Linked DNA regions of Astyanax mexicanus: region 1 is linked to region 2. Evidence: chromatin contacts called from public Hi-C data. All regions are on one chromosome and are shown on one strand. The core of a region is the stretch at or near the end of the contact, and the rest is flanking DNA. Distances in the headings are between cores, read along the strand shown. Region 1 has its middle 13 kb from the start of sim2. Region 2 overlaps riox2 (ribosomal oxygenase 2).

Region 1 (7,427 bases), core at 4,058-6,557, 81 kb before region 2:
GCTTCAGTAAATGTAGATTGAGAGAGTGGAAGTGATGCTGGGTCTTTACAATACTGCCATGAATAGGAATAGTAAAAAAAAAAAACTACAAACATTACACTGTATAAAACATCATAAGTGTAAATGTAAGGACGATATATGCAAGTGATTACAATATTCAAGCAAATGGATTAGTTTATTGGGGGGAAAAACTGTACATTTAAAAGAAGGATCTAAAACCAAAATGGGTCACTCTACTTTTAGTATTGCAAGAGATATTGCTCTGAAACCCTTGCTGTATGGGGGTGAGTATTCTCCTGCTAAAAAAGGCCATGAAAGGCATTTTGCTGGGCTATCAGTGTCCCTCAAACCACTACTAGGTGTGACTGATGTATGTGATGACTCCGCAAATAATCACATCAGCAGTTCGGGCAGTGTTGTGTCAATCCTGCCAGCAAGGCCTTCACTACAAGGTCTCCATGGTCTAGATGGCAGACAATCTGTCTTTAAGTCCTGTAAGCTGTAAGGTAAGGTCATCGTGGATCCCATCAATGAAATTGAGGATGTTCTTGCTCTTCTAGTATCATGAAATGAGTACTGTCAAAGTTATTCAGATCCTTTACATCTGTCATTTTTCCTTTACCCTCAAAACTGAATCCTCAAGTACCACCTAATATATCCACCTAGGGACCCTAATGTTATGGCAGATACTTATCTATATACACAATATAACATATCTATATACTTATATAACACAAATGTATATTGTATGCCTCTGTGTACTGTACAAGCTCTTGATGCTAAGCTCATCTTTGACACATCTGAACACACACTGGAGCATCTGCAAATAGTCATATTTGTTCACCGTGAGTCCAGTGAGGTCTGCTTACCCCGTTTGAGAACCTCAGGGACTTGCATCGTGGGCTTCCTTTTACACACTCCACTTCATTATAATCACCACACGCCATTCCATAAACTGTCCCTGTGCGAAACATGGAAAACCCTTGCTAATATTTTCACTCGGAAAAGATGAAGGATATTTGATACAGTAGAAAGTAAACCAAGCCAGACATTAACACATGGACCTATATATTAAAACAAGGAGTGATAGACAATACTGTAGCCTAGTGTAGACGCTTCACTGGAGTATTATTTCACTGTTAAATATTTGAACCTCTGTAGATCATTTATAGTGGACCATTCAATTAAAGCAGGATATAAGCCTGCTGAAGCTGTTATTGTAGAACAGATAACTTTATATTAGATTGCAGATCTTGAAAATGACCCCATCAATGTTGCATTTGTTTTGTGTCTTGTAAAAATTATGTATTTATTTTTATGCATTTGATTATTTATTTTTTATATAATGAGACGTACAAGTGGATCAAAAATTGTGTTAGTGGATATCTGTAGATATCCCAAGCTTTCAAAATCATATTTTTTCTCCTAAAAATATAATTCATGCAATAGAGGGTATTTTTTGTATTCCATGTTTTTCTTATTGTGTATGTTAAATGTTGAATGTAAAAACAACAGAATCAAAATATGAACAGAACTTTTTATAGTTATTTTTAAAGCAATTTCTTATGTTGTGTTTGGCCTGTTCCAAATTGTTAGCAAACCTCAGCAAGCTAAATGCAAAGTATTTTTTGCCAATTTCTGCTAAATAAAAGTCCTAACTAAATGAATAGTAATCCTGGGGTGAATATGTTAATTTATGTATAAATAAAAACATGTAGCGTCTATACAATTTACAGCTCTGGAAAAAAAAGAGACCATAATGAGTTTCTTTGATTTTACCAAATTGAAAACCTCTGGAATATAATCAAGAAGAAGATGGATGATCACAAACCATCATACCAAACTGAACTGCTTGATGTTTTTGCACCAGGAGTGCAAATATTTTTTACAAACAGGGTTATTCCACCAAAAAATGATTTCTGAACTCTCAAACTCTATGAATATGAACTAGTTTTCTTTGCATTATTTGAGGTCTGAAAGCTCTGCGTCTTTTTTGTTATCAGACATTTCTAATTTTCTGCAAATAAATGCTCCAACAACAATGTTCGTTTTACTCAAACATCCTATAAATGGCCAAATCAGAGAAACTGATTTACTGTGATATTGGTGTATTTTATTTTAATGCGCAAGTCTGCCACCTACTGATATAACCTGAGGTCAACACCTCACAATGTTTCTATATAGCAAGCTAAACTAATATTCTCATAAAAATGCATGATAGAAAAACGATAAAAACAGGGTAGAAACACGATAAAACATTATAAAATCAGCCTCTAACATCTTCACACTATCTGAACCATTAACAAAAACATTTTAAAACTTTATATTGTGGCGTGGAAGAGGAAGGAAGACCCGTGAGACTCATGCTGAATGCTCAACAGCTCCGTTTATTGAACCGGCTTACCACTCACTTACAGTTTTTAACAAGACTAGAAGAGCTAAACCCATAAAACCACAGAGCTAAATAGCCCAAAGGCCACCAACCCAGCTGTGTGTCTCCCAGATGGCAGATCCAGAGTGGTGCCCACCCTCTCTGCATAACCCCTCCCAAGGGAGATGCCCCACCCCTGTCATCCTCGCACACAGGAGAACAGAACATGCCTGCAGGCAGCCACACACACAACCCAGAGCCGCCACAATATTTAAAATTTTACCTGAGCTTTTCTCTGGGACAGACTTAAGGGAGCATCTGAGAAAGCTGTTTCTGGTGGATGTCTCTGAATAAATATCCCAATATATCAACAGAGAAACAGATACTGGATTAATTCAGACTGCTCTCAGATGCTTTATGAACACATTTCCAGGACGTTTGAAGGCTTTGTCGCTCTGGCAGGGCGTCTGTGATGCTGTTCCACATTTCTGTGGGCTCTGAAAATTAGTTAACACGCGGCTGCTAATTTGGAACAAGTAAAATAACACATCTCAGTGAAGCACTTAATCACGGGTCTATTAGAGACACGGCCATCCATCCAGTACAGCTAATGACCCCTAATGGAGAGTGTCAGCGGCTCGCTACTTAACAGCTCGGCTACATGTTTATGCAGCCATACAAGCGGCCGGGTTTGTTTTCAGAGCGTTTAAACTGGTCATTTGGGGTCATTAGATGGACCTTAAGTAGTTTGCTTTAAGTCGTGAAGCGCGCGTGGGCCTGCAGTGGTCGCTGCCGCGTGTCATTAGCTCGGTCATTAATTGCACCGAGGAGAGAAAGACTCCTCCACCGCCTCTACTACCAGTGCTTCAGCTGCTGCTGCTGCTGCTGCACCTGCCAGACATTACACTCTTTCATCTGCAGACCAGCTCCAGGCTACAGTGGCAGTGATGGAGGAGTACACTTCAAAATATCCATTGGCAGAAACTAGACAAATTATATGTGCTCATGCTTATATTAAGCATATAAATCTGCCATTGAGGTAAGCGAGGTAAGCTATTTTTTATCTACATTTTAAATTTGGATACAAGAATCAGAATAACTTGACCAGTGACTTTTTTTTAATATATACAAATAACTTAAAATAAGATAAAAATGTATAATTACTGCTGAAATAAGCTGAATAACAATGCTAAGTAAGACAAAAAAAATCAATTTAGAAAAAAAAAAAAAAGATTTGTTGCATGGAAATTAGAAATTTTGATATACTAAGATTTTTTTTTTTTTTGGCTGGACAGGGGGTCAGTCCGGCCAACCCACTGTGTGTGTGTGTGTGTGTGTGTGTGTGTGTGTGTGAGAGAGAGAGAGAGAGAGAGAGAGAGAGAGAGAGAGAGAATTGTGTGTTATCTTAACAAGACCAAACACCTCTGAAGGACCTTCTGAGAAGATCTGGAAGCAGATGTGTGAAAGGCCTAAAATGCCTGTAAGGTGGAAAATTGGTGCATTCACTATCAAAGGCCAATGGGCTAAAATAATTTATGAAAACACTGAGATAATGCTAACTATATAAATTCTTCTAAATTATTTAGTGTTTAGGGGTATTAATATTTCTAAAGTATTGTGCATTATACATTTTTTCACATTGCAGAAAAGTTTGTACTCACACTTGTATTTCTTATAATATCTATTATATTCTTCTAAACATCCAATACATACAGAAAATAGAACACGGAGACAAATGAGCTCTATATACACTGGGAAACTTGGCTAGGGCATAGACAACACAGCATAAAAGCAGGGCCATGTGCTTAAAGAGAATATATGGGAATAAATTAAAATAGGGTGAGGAAATCACATCAATAATCAAAAAAAGCAAAACAGGCACAGGAAGGACAAAGAAAGGAAGAAAACAAGACAGATGAGGGCTAAGGTGTGACACTTATATGTTTAATGTTATTATCATTACAGAGATGGAAAAAAAACAATGGTTTAGCTTGTGTTTTCTTTTTTTAATCCATAAAACGTTTAACTTAATTACTTAACCTTTTCTTGACTAAATGTTTGTGGACACCCTTTCTTTTGAAGGCATTCAGTTAACTGCTGACTTCTTGTTGATGAATGCAGTCAAATCCCCACAGAAATGCCCTAAAATTAAGTAGAATGTATTCCATAGGCAGCAGAGACAGTTACTTAGCAGGCTAACCTCTTTTTTAATACCCTTATTTTGACGAAAAAATATGACTTTGTGCAGGAGAGATTCACAGGTAAATAAGTAATGTAACGTAACATAATATAATATTCGGTCAGAGAGTGGAAAATCAGGGCTAAAATCGTGTAGTGATAACCTGGCATTACTTTGTCCTATTTGAGGTGTGGCTCAAATTCAATCAAATTTTACTTAATGACTGTAGGGGGAGCCCATGAGCATGAAATTGCAATCCTCACATACTGCTGCTTTAATTGAGGTTGCAGACTTTTTTTATGACACATGGTACATCATCATAGTTTTTGCAAACTGGTGGGGCCTCATGTTGTGGAGATAGTGCCCTTTTTTATTTGTTTGCCCCTGGCCTTCAAACAACCAAAGTATTGTTTCTCAGTTAATTAATACATTTTGTGTATTGAACAAAAATTATTTACTTGTCATCAACAGCCATATTTTGGATGAAATCATTTTGCTGTGTTAAGCTGTGCTTGTTTTTCTGTGAGTGTGTGCACGCACGAATGAATAGCTTTCATGCTAGCATGTGGAAAGCATTTTAGCACGTTAGCCCGCAGAAATGCATTTCTAAAGCAGTGAGAGCTCTCGGTCTATTGACCTGCACACAGACTGTAAAGCTCTACAATTAGCCCTACTTAACCCTACACAGCCAGGAGCGTTTCGCGCTCAAAAAGTCTCAGGTATAGGGGGCGGGGGTCCTCGGGATGGTGGTCCAAGTCATTCTGGCTCAAACATGGAGGCTGCAGTGGTGAAAGAAGGACTAATGGCTGCTCTAAACTTTCCTCAATGAGAGAACAGAGAGAAGGAACAGGGGAAATCCAGATCCAGGAATTTAAGGCTAGTTTAATTAGGCTGTACCACACACACGGATTGATTGCTGAAGAAAAACAATCTTCTCGTTGTCAATGGGGTACGATTTAACAACTGCGCTGTTCTACTGTGAGTGGCGGGGTATTGGCGTTGATGAAATCCAGACGTACGAGAGCAATGCTCGGAGGGACGGAAGATTTGCTCTGGAAAATGTAGTCCTGCATTTATAATATCCCGGCTGCTCTTTTATCCTGGGGCCAGCGCTCTCGGGGGACTAATAGTTCTTAGTCGGTTTGGTGGCCCTTGGACCCCACGCTCTTACTGATGGCAGACATATGGCTTCCGGCTTGGTGTGTGTTGTGCAGCAGATGTCAAAGCTGAGGCTTTTATCCATCTCTTTACATGGGCACGCTCACACACACACAAACAGACAAACACGTGTAACTCTCACTTTGGCCTCAAAGTAATATTACAGTTACCCAGTGTTCCATTTTTCTCCATCCAAAAAGGACAATAATGCACTCTGAATGTTGAAGAACACCCCTGAGGAATCCTCCCCTGATACTTGTACATGTATGCTTCTCTGTTGTTCAGTTGCACAGTTATATTTCCCCTGATTTATTTGTTTTTGTCTCCAACGAGGTTTGGCCCATTCTGTGTCTGCATCAGTTGTTATTCTCAGTACTAGGGCCACGTAATATAATTCATTATTTGTTAATCACAATCACAGTGTCTCCTTCTACAGTATTTATACTACAAACAGTATGCAGAATGCGAAATTAATAAAGAACAGAAATAACCATAGTTACAGCCATTTAGGTAAGTAACTATAAATATAACTGAAGGGGTGGGTATATTTGTCCATGATTTAGCTAGCACAGTCATTTAGCACTTAATTATATTCTGGTTCTCTTCTAATTACATATATATTAATTGCAAATGTATTTTCTAGTTTGAGTTTCAATACATCCTACTGCTACTAAAATACTACTAAGAACATCCCGATATCATCCAAAAACAGTGTTCAAGTGACTATTTCTGTAGATAGTTTATCATGATAAAATATTTTATTACAGTAATTCAGTCCTTTATATGTAAGGCAGTATTTTTAGATTAAAAAAAAAAAAAAAAAAAAGGATTTTCATGGGCCCCTCTCTCTACTCGGGCCCTGGATAGTCAGGTCTACTTTTCCCCTCACTACCACGCCCATGCATACAGTGTTGAAGGTTGTAAGAGCAAGTTGCTATACTTTGTGTTGTTAAGTGTGTCTACATGCTGGCTGGGTCCAGCTGGTCATATTTGCATTACCACAAGCTTGCATGACTGACTGACAATAAAACCAAGCTGTAGTAAATTCCTAGCTACTAATTTACATAAACAAAAAAATACAATGTAGCCCGCACTACATGAGTTTAATTAATGAAAAACGCTTCATTGACACAACTAAAGGATCGATTTGTCTTAAAGGTTAATCAGCAGAACTTACGATATACCTTTCATATAACTTAAATTAGGCCAACTAAAAACATAAAGTAACATTTTTAAGTTTAACTGGTGGTGGTTTTCTTCTAAATATAAAGTTTGAGTGGGCTCAAGACGTTCCCATTTTTACAGTATTTGGGAAGTATTTGAAAGTACTTAATTAAAGTAGTAAAAGAGGAAGTACATGATCTTCATTATTTCCACCACTGCACATGTACATGGCCGTATGCCACGGTTGGTTGTGAACCATTAACGTGTTTCACAGAAAGATGTTATTTTTCTAAAACAACTAAAACACAGTATCATCAGTTACTAAAGGAAAACCTGGTAAATCCTGTAACCCAGCATGTAAACAGAATATACATTTTTTAACTGTGATGTATACGTAGTCGTAAATGTGCACTGGATTTGCAGATAGACAGTCTGAGCGGGCAGCAGACCGAAGGCAGAAACAGAAGCAGCAGGTTTGAGGTCCAGCTCGTTCGTTGCTTGGCCACTTCGCTTCTCCGTTCAGACGTATGGCATCTCTCCCTCACTCTGCTGTCC
Region 2 (6,805 bases), core at 1,360-3,859:
TCATTTCCCACCTGTGAGCTCTCCTCTTCATCTTCCTGATCCTCATCATCAACGCTATGTACCCCCATCATGTGTGTCTCCCGCTTGTTCTTTAAAGAGTGAAACATAAATGCCATCAACTCTGTGGCTTCATCCTGGAGGAGAACAAAAGCAGAACACAAATGGTTGGACTGGATCTTTCGCATGTAACAGTGGCGTCACACTGGGTATTGTTTTAGGTCACAGCTCTACAGATATTTAGGTTTAGCCTGGTTTAACAACTAATCAATCAATCAATCAATCAATCAGTCAATCAATCAACCTTTATTTTCACTCGGGAAGAAACATTGAGGGTGACCCTCATTTACAATGTTGCCGAGCCTTTATAACATCAAAGGGATTGAACACATTTAATGATGATTTAGAAATAATAAGAAACAAAATAGTAAAAAAAATAAATAAATAAAAGTACGCATTTTAAAATCAACATTTAATAAAAATATATATGTAAAACAGAAAATTCTAAAATACCATAAAAATAAACAAATTTGACATAAAAATAAAAAAATTATAAAATATAAAATAAGTAAACAGATAATAGTAGAAGTAAAGTAAAATATAAAAAATGATAAGTGATTAAATGAGTAATAGAACTAAGAACAAGAATAAAAATACAAAACATTAAAATGAAATAAAAAATCAAAGTAATAATAAACAAAAAATAAATAAATAAAAAATATATAAATAATATAAGAAAAAAGATAAACTAATAAAAAAATAATTTAAAACAGTCACAGGCTTTTATATATACTAATGCACCTCAAAAAATATATATATAATTGAAAAGTTACTTTATTTCAGTAACTCAGTTCAAAATGTGAAACTCGTATACAATATAGATGTATTAAACAAACAGAGTGATCTATTTTAAGTGTTTATTTATTTTATTGTTGATGATTATGGCTTACAGCCAATGAAAAACCGAAAATCAGTGTTTCAAAAAAAAGTTAGAATATTATATAAAACCAATCAATATTTTTGGCAGTGTGGGCAGTGTGCCAAATCCTGCTGGAAAATGAAATCCACATCCTCATAAAAGTTGTCAGTAGCAGAAGGAAGCATAAAGTGCTGTACGATTTTGTGGGAAAACAAAACTGCACTGACTTTAGACTTGATAATAAAACACAGTGGATCAACACCAGCAGATGACATGTCTCTCCAAACCATCACTGAGCATCAGTAAATTTTGTATTCATTCCATTTATAAATCAAGGGATCAGAGTCTGGAGGAAGAGTGGAGAGACACACAGTCCAAGCTGCTTGAGGTCTAGTGTGAAGTTCCCACCAATCAGTGATGGTTTAGAGAGAAACTTCATCTGCTGGTGTTGATCCACTGTGTTTTATTATCAAGTCTGAAGTCAGTACAGTTTTGTTTTCCCACAAAATCTTACAGCACTTCATGCTTCCCTCTGCTACTGACAACTTTTATGAGGATGCAGATTTCATTTTCCAGCAGGACTTGGCACACTGCCCACACTGCCAAAAGTACCAATTGGTCTTATATAATATTAAAATTTTCTGAGACATAGATATTTGGGTTTTTATTGGCTGTAAGCCTTAATCATCATCAACAATAAAAAAATAAACACTTAAAATAGATCAATCTGTGTGTAATACATCTGTATAATATATGAGTTTCAGATTTTGAACTGAATTATGGAAATAAAATACATTTTCAGTGATATTCAATTCTTATGAGAAGCACTAGTACATATGAAAACTGGAAACAAATGAATAAGATGAATTCTTCCAGGATGATCTCCTTACCGTGTTTTCCTGACTGGGCTCCACTGTAAGAAGGATATGCTCTTTAAACCTCACACACACAGAGTCCTCCAGTGCTGGTAACTTTCCAACTAGGAGAAATGGAAAGACAGTGTTCATAAGTCTACATTTCATCTTAGGGAAAGAGTGTAGGACAGTTCAGGTCTATGTAGGTTAAATTACATCATGTCTTGTAGCATTTTTGGATGTTCCCTTCAATAAGGATAATCAGTTTGTTTAAAAAAAATATTTCCACATTTTTACAGTCAATCCATTTACAATTGAGTTCTGGTCCACTGTGTTGTGGTCAATCCCACAAGCTTCTAAACCCAGAGAAACAACACCACTCCTGGACATGGTTATCATAAACTTCTGCTTTGCCCTGTAAAGTTATCGATTGCATTCGTCAAACATACCTCCATACAGTAGTGCTTGAAAAAAGTTTTAGAGGTAGTACCTCCCCTTATTTTTTAAATATATGGTTGATTGTTACTTACAATGTTTAATTCTTACATAACAATTTTAGATTTTTTTATTTGTAAACAGAAAGCACCATTTAAAGTGAATAAATAATTTTAAACAAATAGTAAGCAGCCCCATTCAACAATACAAGCACCTGTTATATTAAAAGGTCTCCTTCTGCTAAAATCCACTGCAGCAGAGCCGACACTATCACCTAATAAAGAGCTTACAGCTATGTTTACACTAGCTGGTTAGCATAAGCAATTTTGTATAAGTAACTATAGGTTATAGGAAATCGGATCTCCGGTTGATTCTGCGTTTTACCATGACCTTAAATATGCTCAGCTACGAAGAGTGTGGCACCGCAGCGGGCAGCCTCACCACACACCGTGGCATTGATAACATTCCTCCCGAGTGACGCTGAGAGTCTAAAGTTTAGTGAAGTTTAATGGTTAACTTCATCCAGCACTCAGTGCTATATCTTTTTATCTAAGGCTATATCTCTGAAAACATTTTGTTTTTTTAAGTTTTAGAGCTGTAAAATTGACTGTGGGGGAAGGCAGGTAGGCGTTCTCTGCTGCAGTGCTGTTAGCCAATCAGAGGCAATATGTTTGCATGTATGAATATTCATGAGCAAGAGCCCAACACCTGTCTTTCTTAAGAGACCAGTAATTCAGTGACCTAAAACAGGGCTAAATAAAAACACCTGAGCACTTTTTCATTCTTTCATACTAGAGACCACAAATAGACATTTTAAAATAATTGAAAAAAAACGATGGAATAAACCTTTAAACAGTGCAAAGATAACCTTCTTGTATTTGAGTGAAGGAAAAGTGTGAAAATTTCATTAATCAAATTAATTTAATTAACATTTTAGCTATACACAGTGCTGTCTCTGTGTCTGATTGAGTGCCAGGCTGCTGCTGCTGCCTAAGAGGCACGAGGGGGAGCGTCGGGGGCGGGGCACTGATATTTCCAGTTATAGCTGAATTCACGTTTTTAATCCCAGAAATAAAATGCCATTTAACTGCCTGATTAAAGGACAATTACTGCTGTTTTCCTCTGGTTTTGAGTGCTCAGCGCTGACTTAGCTCTTGATCGGCCCGGACGCGAGACAACACACGGGTGGGGGCGGGGCTAGTGACGTCATGGGCCCTGCATTGTTTCATATGCCGATATATATTGTCGAAAAAAGAACATTGGCAATGTAAATTTTTTCCAATATCGTGCAGGCCTAATTTCAACCTCCCACCACCTTTCGGTCTCTCCCTCACACACACACACAAACACACACACAGATGGTCCTAAAAATTAGGCCACAATATTCTAATCATGGCGGATCCCAGTCCATCTCCATACTCACCTGGCATTATGTCCTCCTCCTGCAGCTTGTAAGGAGGAAGTCGACTGGAGATGAAGTCTCTCCTCATTTCTGAGGAGCGCAGCTCCTGCTGCTCCTTCTCCAGACTCTCTGCTAGACCCCTCAGAAACACAGAGACCTGCTTATTTACCTCTGAACTCACACCTGGAGACTAACAAACACACACACAATAACAAGGAGAGAAAGGAGGTAAAGCAATAAGACTCACTCTTAATGTCTGATTAGTTTTAGTGAGAATATATCAATGACTCATGGCATAAAAATATATTAATGTTAATGCGGTCATGCTTACACAGAGAAGGCTTCTGGGTAGACCCTGCCGCAGGCTGAGGTCACCCTTCATAGAGTCAAACAGCAGACTGGGGAAAACATCTAAAAGGAAGTCACCCCATGACCTAAAAAAAAAATGTTTTATTTTAAACGACTAATAAGGATTAGATTTTCTTTAGTAATTCATAACAGGATCAGGATGTATCATCAGGTATCAGATATTAAGAAAACATGTTGAGTTAAAGCACTAACAGCTCTCGTCAACAATGCTTCAGCCAATGTGTTCTTATTTCTTATTTGAACCCACCGGTCATTCATTCCCCCAGTCCCATTTCCATACCCCAGGTTGCCAGGTATAGGACACGACAGCATGCAAACAGTGTGCTGCAGACATTAAAACTTAAAAAAATAAATTAAACAAATTTCTGCTGGACAGGTAATCCCTGAGCTTTAGTAAGGTTAACTAACTAATTATAGCTGGATAATTTACTACCATCATTAGCTTAGTAAAAACAGTCATTTTCGTATATATATTTAATGATTAGCTACAGAGTAAGACTCATCATCGCTTGCAAATGTGTGTCAATCTGGCAACCTATGTGAGCATGGCAATCCAACACTGGCAATCCAGTGTTTGATACTATAATTACTATATGTTTACAACTTCTGTGCTAGGTCATGTGTTTACATACATGTTTTGGTAGGTGCTGAGTGTAAGGTGTGTAGAATGCTCCACTCCTGCTGGTGTGTCTGCTTGGTGGATGGTTCCTCTGGGGAAGTACAGCAGGTCACCTGCCTGCACACATTAAGACAAAAGTTACAAATTTCCCACATAATTAAATGGATAAAATAAATTATAATAATTAGAACTATTAGTCCCTCAGGCTATGTTCAGACTGCAGGTAAATAATAGGGGTGTAATGGTATGTATATTCCTCACGAACCGTCACAGTACGGGGGTCACGGTTCGGTTCATGCAAACACATGCAGAATACATAATGCAGGCAGTCTGTAGTAGACTTGTGGAACCAATGAATGTAACGCTGAACTAGAGTGCAGGGAGCCCATGCAGAAACACAGATCATTCAAATTGTCCACAATCCTGCCATAGGAAATGAATGGTTGCCTGTCGCTTTCCAGTGTGAACGCAGGGTTAGGCGCTCGTACTATCTCTCCCTCTCTTGCTCGCTCGTTTTTTCTCACTCGCGCTGTGTCTTTGCCTCTCTTTCTTTGCCTCTCTTCCTGTCTTTATATTATAATATTATAATACAGCACAAAAGTATCTAGTCTGCCAGACCTAAACCACACTACACTATTACTACAGTCCCCTCACAATAATACTGGGAAATTCCAGCATTAAAAAAATAAATCATGATTTTATTTCATTTTTCATTTTATTTCTTTAAAAGAACTCAAACACTGAAATGCATCCAATAATATATTTATTGTTATTATAAAGTTAATAAAGGAAAGGCTATAAACAACACCCAGCCAAAAACATACCAAAAACGTACCGAAAGCATAGGGTTTATACCGAGGTGTAAACCGAACCATATATTTTCTGTATCGTTACACCCCAAGCAACTAGTGTCTGAATTAAGATCTGTTGAGTTGACTGTCCACATTGTTATTTGCAAGTGATCAGATGAAATTTGTGTTTCTGGAAATCAGAAACGGATCTGCATGGGTCTTTTTGGATCCCCGCACTTCTGTTACTCTGGATTTGTGAGTGAAGCAAAAGATACAGATACAGAAATTTGAACGCCCAAAGCCCAAGGTCAGAATAGTCCAACAACTAGAAATATTCAAACTACAGCTTCCTGTGTTCAGCTAGTTTCCTGAAAGACTGGAGAGTGATCAACACAAACTCTGCTCCAACAAGTGAGCTTGTGAAGCAGTTACAGTAGTAATTGAGTGGATACAGCGGCTGAACACAGTGATTAAAAACCCCAGCAGCACTGCTGGGTCTGATCCACTACTTGCGCTGGCACGACACATACTACTAACACACAACCACCATGTCAGTGTTACTGCAGTGCTAAAAATGACCCACTACCAAATAATAACTGCCCTTTGAAACAGAAGGATGTGATGCCAATGTGATCTAAATAGTCACGCAACTAGAAATGAAATCATTGGTTTATGCAGAGCGGGTGTTCACACCTTCCACCACAGTTCGTGGTTTATATATATATATATTATATATGGTTTGGTGGTTTTCACACTTCAAGCTAAAGCTCACATGCTTTCTTTTCAACATGAGAATAAACAGAAATAAAGATAAACACAAACAATTCCTAATTAACATCCAGTTCTTTGTGACTGGAAGTTTTAAGTTTCTTTTAATAAGCCCCGATGTAATTACCTTCAGTATGATGTCATGGGTGGGCTTGCCAATGCGCTCCTCGGGCTCTAAGCTGTACTCTCTGGCCAGGGGGACGGTGGGCTCATACAGACGCCAGTGCTTCTGGCCTTCCAACTGCAGAATGAACACCTGGCCATAGAGGGAAAGCACATGGGGTTTAAGACTGAATAGTATAGTATGATCCATATCGTAAACAGTTCATATAAAAACATATGGAATTATAAACATCTTTTTTTATTACTATATATTTATATAAATACGTTTTTAAATAACTGTTAAAAAGATGAATAAATAAGCATCAAAGATAATAATAAAAAACAATATTATTTAAACACAACACAATAATAATAGTAACAACGCAAACAACAAAAACAACATTAAAAAGAACATGTATGATATAACCACATACAAATATATATTTTTTTAATGATACAGTGATTAAATAAAATAGTTGGTTTGCAGCAGAAGTCGAACTTGCACTATATGGACAAAAGTATTGGGATACCTGCTCATTCATCATTTCT

What was found. A called contact is a pair of places that touch in the nucleus more often than the background predicts.
Region 1: a Hi-C map of muscle shows a contact between it and region 2, with 17 times the contacts expected there. The contact joins two enhancer-like sites. A contact is called at or near these places in 2 of 3 Hi-C or Micro-C datasets (both in muscle).

What each region holds. Positions count from the first base shown.
Region 1 is chr20:35,038,096-35,045,522 of AstMex3_surface, reverse strand. No RefSeq gene overlaps it. Among protein-coding and RNA genes, the nearest start is that of sim2, 13 kb to the left of the region's middle. Within about 2 kb of position 5,307, the one cell type or tissue checked has an H3K27ac peak away from gene starts, as active enhancers do.
Region 2 is chr20:34,955,350-34,962,154 of AstMex3_surface, reverse strand. It overlaps riox2 (ribosomal oxygenase 2), which reads right to left. Exons shown (of 10, transcript XM_049469057.1): 4 at 6,282-6,410; 5 at 4,609-4,712; 6 at 3,939-4,041; 7 at 3,629-3,797; 8 at 1,807-1,895; 9 at 12-134. Among protein-coding and RNA genes, the nearest start is that of riox2, 7.5 kb to the right of the region's middle. Within about 2 kb of position 2,609, the one cell type or tissue checked has an H3K27ac peak away from gene starts, as active enhancers do.